2 separate regions of the Mus musculus genome follow, and region 1 is linked to region 2. Evidence: chromatin contacts called from public HiChIP or PLAC-seq data. All regions are on one chromosome and are shown on one strand. The core of a region is the stretch at or near the end of the contact, and the rest is flanking DNA. Distances in the headings are between cores, read along the strand shown. Region 1 overlaps Ppt1 (palmitoyl-protein thioesterase 1). Region 2 has its middle 12 kb from the start of Exo5.

Region 1 (4,340 bases), core at 1,314-3,813, 1.9 Mb after region 2:
GGTTACCTTTTGTATAGGAGAAGATGACCACAAGGCAACCAAATCTAACCAAACTTAAACAGGCATTGCTGGGGCCCGGGAAGTGGCTGAATGTTTAAATGCTTGCTGTGCAAGCATCCAGAGCAGGTTCAGGTTGCCAGCACCTACATGCATAGCTGACTGCAGTATCTACGACCCCAGCCCTAGGAGGCAGAAAGAAGGTGATTCTGGGAAGTTGCTGTCCAGCCAGCCTATCACACTGTCCTAAGGACTATGGTGCAGTGATAGAGGACACCTGGTGTGAGTCTCCACAAGAATAACAGGATCACCCACACATAAACCTATATGAACACATGCATATATATACCCACACATATACACTGAAGTAAATAAATGGAATTCCCTAACAGTTTGGTTCCCAAAGCCTCAAAGAGCATGGTGGTTCACACCTGTAATGCCAGAAGAGCTCAGGAGAATTATTGCAAGTTTGAGGACCCCACTGGCTACAGATGGAGGACCAGGCCAGTCAAAGTTACATAGCAAGAGCTTTCCTGATAAAACAAACCAAAAAAGTCAAGTGTGGTGGTATATGCCTGTACAGTGTTAATCCTAACACTGGGGACACAGAGGCAGGAAGAGCATCTATTTGAGTATATCCTGGGCTACATAGTGAAACTGTCTCAAAACACCAAAGTATAACTTAGATCAGTTAGCCTTTCCCAATCTACTTCTCAGTGGTACAAGTAAGTAGTGAGAGTATACACTGGTTCTCCTTCTGTTTCACAAACCTCGTCCCCCTCCCCCTTCCTCTCTCCCTCCTCCTCCTCCTCTTCCTCCCAGGCCCCTCTGCTTCTGCCTATCCTCAGGCCTCCTCTGGGCTGTACCACTTACATCAAGCTCCTTGCAGTGGGATGTCCCTGTATCTTCCTGTCCTCTCCTCTTAGCTGTCTCATTTTGATGGCAAAAGCTTAGGTGATGATCAGCTTCATGCTCATCCTTAGTCATCGGCCTCCTGAAATTCTAGGCCACTGAAATTCTGGGTCACAAATTTGGACCCAGCTTGACTGGGGCCAAAGACTTTCCTCACCGTCACTTTGCATTATTGAGCGAGCCATGATCAATCACCCGGGAAAGTTGTGTGATGTTTTTACCCCCCACCCCCTGCAGTCTTCTCACCACTCCAGCCTCTAGCACAGCTTGTCTCACACCCTGTATGGGCTAGCAGACCCTTAGTATAGAGTATCTTACTGTCTTATCAAGGGCCTTAGGATCCTATGGGGGGAAAGTAGTGAGCAGCAGTACTGATGGTAGGTAGTATTTTATATGTGTTCACAGTCTATCTGTGTTTGCAGAGCTGAGGATCAAACCCAGAGTCGTGTGCAGGTCAGACAAATACTATTATCTGGGAACTATACCTTTAACCCTGAATTTTATTTATTTATATACTAGATATTTTTCTTCTCTGTTTGGGTGTTTTATTAGCATGTATGTATGCACACCATGTGCAGGCCTGGTGCCCAGGAAGCCAGAAAGTGGCACTGGATCCCCAGGAACTGCAGTTATAGATGGTTGTGAGCCACCATGCGAGTAGGGAGAGATCAAACCCAGATCCTCTGGAGGAGCAGCCAGTACTCTTAACCACTGAGCCATTTCTTCAGCTCCTAGCCCTTAATTTTTAAGTATCAGTGAAGTTAAACATTTTAGGACTTCCAAATACTTTTTTTTTTTCACGACAGGGTCTCATATTAGCCCAGACTGACCTCAGACTTGCTCTGTAGCTGAAGATAACCTTGAACTTCTGAACCCTATGCCTCTACCTCCCATGTGCTGCTACTACAGGCAGCCACCACCACATCTGGCTCCAAACACATTTATCAACAGATTGGAAAGGGTCATTCTGATAACTGGTAGTCACTCTGAGCTGGCTCAGCCTCCATTCCAGCCTGAGGAAGACGAGGAAAAGGATAACAATGGAGAGGAAGAGACAAAAGGCGGCTGAGTCTTATAGGATAAAGAGGAAGCAAAGGAGAGTGGGAGAAGTGGAACTGTGAGAAGGGACAGCCTAGACCACCATATTAGAAGGTCAAATATTGATGAATCTCTTCCCCAATTCTTCGGCCTTTCTGTATCTGCCAAATGGCCTGTCGTTCTCCCAGCAAGATATTTTGTTGACAGGTCTAAGAAGTATTCCCTATTAGAAGGTTAGACCTGGGACTTCAGGCTTTGGTTTTTCATCCTTTTGAAGTCTCTTGGTTGCCTAGACACTGGAGTATGTTCCAGGCATACTGACTGAAAGCACCCAGTCACCTTCATTCCTTCTCTTTCTCAGCCTGGTGCAAGCACAGTACTGGCATGACCCTATCAAGGAGAGTGTGTACCGAAACTACAGCATCTTCTTGGCAGACATAAATCAAGAGAGGGTAAGAGCCCAAATAGGCTCCCATGGCTAGACCTTCCTTTCTGGCCATCAGAAATCAGCAGTGGCTAGTTACAAAAAAATACCCTGAGCAGAAGCCAGGAACCATGGGTTTTGTTTGTGTGTGGCAGTGCTCACTGAGTTTCAGTTCCTTTCAGGGTGGCTGGGCTGGAACTCATCTGACTCTCCTCCTCCCTGAAGTCCCCCCCCCCTTCCTTTATGTTGACATATTACAATAGGTGGCAAGCTGGGCAATGTGGAAATTTACAGCTGCTGTCTTCACAAACGACATTCTTCCAGGTGGGGCCCTTTAGAGCGGGTTTTCTCAGAAAAGACTTACTTGAGAGACTCAGGGAAGGGCATAGACTGTGCCCAGGCATGAGCATGGTTTGGGACATTCTGGTAAACTTAACGGTTCATTTTATATGATGGCCAGCTTGAGGGTGTTTGTTGTTTTAAGCAAAAAAAAAAAAAAGTTGAAGCAGATAACAAACAGAACAAAGGACAGAATCAAATGCCAGCGCCACCCAGAATTCTTCTTATTTTGTCATGTTTGAAGCCTATGACCTAAATGAGTAAGGTATATAGAGAGAGAGTGGACAGAACCCAGCCCATGGCTGATGACATGCCAGTCAGACAGGTTTTAAGGAAAGGCTGAACTTGACAATAGTGACCCTGCATGACTGTCCCCTCTAATTCCAGTGTGTCAATGAGTCCTACAAGAAGAACCTGATGGCCCTCAAGAAGTTTGTGATGGTGAAATTCTTTAATGATTCCATTGTGGACCCTGTCGACTCTGAGGTGAGACATGTCCACAGAGTACCAAGAGATTGTAGGAGGTCAATGATTCTGACCATAGCTGCTTTGTGGGCAAAACCTGGTCTCACAGCCAGCCTTCACCTGTGAACAAGGTGTCCCATAAATGAGATACCAAATCGGCTGCAATCCCCTAGTTGTACCGAGAAATTTATGAAAAAGTTATGTGGTTACATTCTGTGGAGGAAGGGCTTATGGGCCTGCCTTGATTCAGAATGACCAATCTTTCCAGCTTCGTCACCTCTATTTTAGTACTTGGAATGTCTTAAGCCTCTCTCACATGCCTTGTCTTTTGAGAGCTTCTCCCTGGCTTCTCCATCCGACTACTCCTGTTCTTTGTTCAGGCCACATACATCGTTCCTCTAGGACACCATCCCTACTCCCAGATTTTGGTTCCCTCCTTTTGGAAGGGTCCTCGTAGTTTGGTCTAGCCTTGAACCCAAAGTGATCCTTCTCACCCTCTTGAGTGCCAGGATGACAGGTGTGAGAAACCGCCAGCTGCTTCTGCATTTGAAGCCACAAACTGAAGCTCTGTCCACACTGTCAGATCACAGGGGAAGAGGGGAAGGCAGCCTAGGGGCCAAATTTCACTATATTTTTGAATGGCCTGTGAGCTCAGAATTTCTACATATATAGAGAAAACATTTACAATATTTTATCTGTGAACACTATTTGAAAGCCAAATTTCCATGTCTATACAAGCCTTTCATTAGAAAAGCCCTACTCTCTTCTCACACACTCTGTTGCTCCTTTTGTGTCATGGTGGCAAGTGAGTAGCCACAACCATGTTGATATAATCTGGCCTCAACAGAAGTCTACTGACCCAGTGCTATACAATGAATTGGTTCTGTGCCTTCTAGACTAGGAGGCTTCATGGGAAGGGGGCTTGTGTATTCACCCTTGAATGATTGGGGCAGCACAGGGACTTTCAGGGCTGATACACTCAAGGAAGGAAACACAAGTTCCAGAGATATGGAAAATTTTAGGATTAGCTCATCCCTTGGGATTGACCTTTAAAATGAGCTAACTCAAGACACATCTTTATGTTATGCATGATGACACATGCCTATAGCTCTAGCATTCAAGAGGCTCAGACAGATAGCCTGCGAGGTCAAAACCAACCTAGGCT
Region 2 (3,931 bases), core at 1,426-3,925:
GGCTGGTAGAGTGGGGGCTCGCAGTCTTGACTGCTTTATGTCTGTATGTTTGCCTAGAAATTGCATAGATTGGTAAAGGATATCTTCCAGGACCCAGGAATGAAGATCTAGGCTAGTCCTAAAATATCAGACAGGCTGTGGTGGGATATGCCTTTAATTCCAGCACTCTGGAAGCAGAGGCAGGGTCTCTGCAAACTCAAGGCCAGTCTGATCTGCAGAGAGAGTTCCAGGCCAGCCAGGGTGACATAATGAGATCCTGTATCAATAATAATAATAAGAAGAAGAATATTATTGTCTCCTCTGACTGAGTGTGGTAGTGCACACCTGTAATCCCAGCACTCTGGAGGCAGAGGCTGGAAGATCAGGAGTTTCATAGCACGTTTGACCTAGCCTGGGCTACGTAAGACTCTGGGTTTTGTTGTTGTTGTGGGTGTTTTTTTAAATCATCCCTTCAACAAAACCATATTTTTTTGTAGGTTTTATAAAATTATCTCATGTGGTTAGGGATGTAGCTCAATGGTGGAATGTTGGCCTAGCATATGGAAGGCCCTGGGTTCAATCCTCAGCCCTGCAAAATGAGTGCCTGAATGAATGATACTAATAAATGAATACTGTTGATAAAAAGTCCCTTCCTTACCTGTGTCTGAGAAATGTCAGTGACCCAGAGGGATCTTGAATTTCTCCTATGCTGTGTATGCATTGAGTGGTTTTATATGGTGGAAGATTAGACTGACAGCCCATAATCCAGTGCCCCAGTGCTGGGTACTATCATAGAGAGTTTTACAATTCTGTGTATACATATTTTGTCTGTGTCTGTAGATTTGCAGCACATACTTTACTGTTGCCCTCTAGAAGAGCATCCAGTTTCTTAACTGCTGAGCTGTCACTCCAGTCCCCCTTAGAGATCTTTTTAAAATGTTCTTACATTTGCTTATGTGTATGGGGGAAGCAGCGCATGTAACACACTGTACATATGAGAGATGGAGCTTACTGGCCAGCCAGTCTAGCCAAAACCAGTGAGTTCCAGGTTCAGTTAGAGACCCAGTCTCAAGAGAATAAAATGGAGCTGAGCATGGTGGTACACACCTTTAATCCTAGCACTCAGGAGGCATCAGCTGGCAGATGTCTGAGTCTGAGGCCAGCCTGGTCTACAGAGTAAGTTCCTGATCAGCTAGGGCTACACAGCGAAATTCTATCTTAAAATAAATAAATAAGCAAGATCTTGTCTCAAACAGAACAACAACAACAACAACAAAAAGGCAAAACAAAAAAACCAAAAAATCAAAGATACACAAATAGGCTAATATGTTTGCCAGTGCACTAATTAGTGGTGTTTGCCCAACACCACTAATTATTAGTGCAATGTAAATCAAAGTTACCGTGAGACACTGCTTCATACCTATAGAGATGGCCACTATCAATATCAATGCATGGAAAACAATAAACATTATAAGGACTAAAAGAAATTGGAACTCTGATGCTTTGTGGGTGGAAATTGAAAGCAATAGAGTATGGCAGGCAGGTACTCAGAATATTAGAAGACCAAAGGTCCAATAATTCTTTTTTGTGGGGCAGTGGACTGTGCCAGGAAACTTGGTAAGGTTGAGTGGGTTCAGAACCGCTGGCATCCACCTGAGGACAGTAGGAGTTCCCTACTCCTGACCAGATTCCTGGCCTGGAACACGTGACCACAACTCCACACAGAAGAACGTGGCCTAGCACAAAACACAAAGTTCTGCACGCTAATGAGGTATCTAGATGGACCCTGAGGGTTTGGCCAATGAAGCTTCCCTTCCCAGACTAAGTTCCTTCCTGCAAAAGGTATGCAAAATCTCTGGTCCACCCTGAGGAAAGGGTATGTCCCTAGTCTCCACGATGAATAATCAATGGAACCAAGGACTGCCTCTCTTATCAAGAAGGGAGGGAGGGAGGGAGGGAGGGAGGGAGGGAGGGAGGGAGGGAGGGAGGGAGGGAGGGAGGAAGCCTTTGTTGCACAGAGCTGCAGCCTGAGTCTCCAGCACAAGATCCCTCCTCCATCCTGGACAGTTGCCACTAAGCTAAACCTGAGTTCCCTCTCCCATACCCCCACCCCCTCCCCACCCCCTGACCTCTTCACAGGCCCAGGGCCGTTTGTATGCCCAGGAGCTTGGGAACCCCCGACTCCTCAACTCTTCGTTCAGCCTCAGCTTGGCTGAGGTCCCCTCCTAGGCTGCATTCTCCTACCCCTTGAGCAGTGCATTGGAGCTTCCTGCAAGCCCATCACCTGCTGTCGGTGTAGGGTAAAATACAGCCTAGCGTTCTATGGTTCTTCTGCCTGAGTAGAGTTCACACACCCGGGCAGTGAGGTGGAACGTGGGACCACACTTTTTCTGGGTTCATACCCAAAACAATTGAAAGTGGGGTTTCGAGGAGACATTTGCACATCCAGGTTCCACAGTAGTGTCAGTCACAATATATAAAACATGGGCAAAATCCAAGGGCCCATTGACAGATGAATGGGTAAGCCAGATGTGTGCTTCCCATAGAATAAAATTCTGTCCCATTGTGAAACAGGAAGTTCTGACACATTTGACTGTGCTAATGAGAATTAAGGATACTCTGTAAAGTAAGCCAGTCACAAAAAGATAAGAGCAGTGTGACCCCACTAAGTGACTTGCTAGGACCTGGGAGGAGCAGGAAGTGATGCCACAGGGGAGTTTCGGTTCTTGTGAGATGGACAGAATTACAGACAGAGACAGCTGTACACCAACACCAGTGACCTGGACACTGAAAATAATGAAGATTTGATCCAGATCTCCCTGAGGAAAAAAAAAAGGCAGATTATATGCTAAGCATATTTCAACAATAATGAGAGAAACTGGGAAAAACTGAATACAAGAATACAAGTAAAATAGATAAAATAAGCAATTCTTTGCATTTATGTCCCCATGATGGGGACACAGGTTTCAGTGGGTGGGAGTGGTTAATCAGGGCCTAGAATTTACATGTCAAATACTACTTAGGGCATTCTACAGTCTAAACACATATGCTCTGTGAATTGTTTTTGCTTTGTATTTTGGGAAAGGGTCTCATGTAGTCCAGGCTGGCTCTAACTCACTATGACGTCATCAGTGGCCTTGTACTTCTGATCCTCCTGCCCCTGCCTCTCCAGTGCAGGTACCACAGTGCTTGGGGTTTCCATGATGCTGGAGATTAAACCCAGGGCTTTGCTGGAGGCTAAGCAAGCATCTGCTAACTGAGCCGCAACCCTGGTCCCTCCTGTGGCCTCTTCTAAGAAAGCAGAAGTAAGCTGTTTCTACCCTATTCCAGAGAATTACATTGAGCTCAAGTGACTGCACTAGATGGCTTTCTGTAGCTGTAGCAAAACACGGAGATCATCAGTTTTAAAGTAGGAAGATTTGTTTTGGCTTTCCTCATCAGAGGTTTCAGCCCCAACTCTCAGGGCTCTGCTGCTTTGGTCAGCAGTGTACCTGGCCGAGGAGTCCATGGCAGTCAGAAAGCAGAGAGGACAGGGCCGGTATACCACAGACCCCCTCAAGGACACGCTCCAGTAACTTAACTTCTTCCCATGAAGCCCCAAGTATGATCTTTGAGAAAAACAAGGCAGTGGCATTAACCGCCAAGTCCCTAAAGTACCCTTTCTGTTCCCAAGGTTTTCGGGCAGTCAAGGGGACAATGGCAGGCAGGGTGAAGCCAGACTGTCCAGTTGAGGTGAAGCTCTCTTACCTCCATGGGAGCCAGAGGAGTAGCCTTATCAGAAGAGGAGAGCGACTTCCCACACAGGCTAAGTCAGCTGTTCCTTAGATTGCTGGTCATCCGAGGACAAAGCAGGCTGGGAAACCAAGGATGCGGCTGCTTGGGCAGTTTAATGCCTCTCTTCCTGTGGCGAGCAGGGCAATAAAAAACGGATTGCTGAGAAGAAAAGCGCTAC

The links. HiChIP or PLAC-seq counts read pairs in DNA pulled down with a chosen protein or histone mark.
Region 1: an SMC1A HiChIP or PLAC-seq map of large pre-B cells shows a contact between it and region 2, with 10 times the contacts expected there. The contact joins two enhancer-like sites. A contact is called at or near these places in 11 of 39 promoter capture datasets (the 3T3-L1 cell line, 3T3-L1-derived adipocytes, the C10 cell line and 7 more), 1 of 15 datasets of contacts at CTCF or cohesin (large pre-B cells) and 2 of 115 datasets of contacts at active chromatin or transcription factors (acute myeloid leukemia and large pre-B cells).

Annotation. Positions count from the first base shown.
Region 1 is chr4:122,851,283-122,855,622 of GRCm38.p6, forward strand. It overlaps Ppt1 (palmitoyl-protein thioesterase 1), which reads left to right. Exons shown (of 9, transcript NM_008917.3): 6 at 2,309-2,399; 7 at 3,098-3,196. Among named protein-coding and RNA genes, the nearest start is that of Ppt1, 17 kb to the left of the region's middle. Within about 2 kb of position 2,564, at least 83 of the 459 cell types and tissues checked have an H3K27ac peak or open chromatin away from gene starts, as enhancers often do. A contact at or near this core is called in acute myeloid leukemia and hematopoietic stem and progenitor cells, where this site is marked.
Region 2 is chr4:120,911,411-120,915,341 of GRCm38.p6, forward strand. No RefSeq gene overlaps it. Among named protein-coding and RNA genes, the nearest start is that of Exo5, 12 kb to the right of the region's middle. Within about 2 kb of position 2,676, at least 65 of the 459 cell types and tissues checked have an H3K27ac peak or open chromatin away from gene starts, as enhancers often do. A contact at or near this core is called in acute myeloid leukemia and hematopoietic stem and progenitor cells, where this site is marked.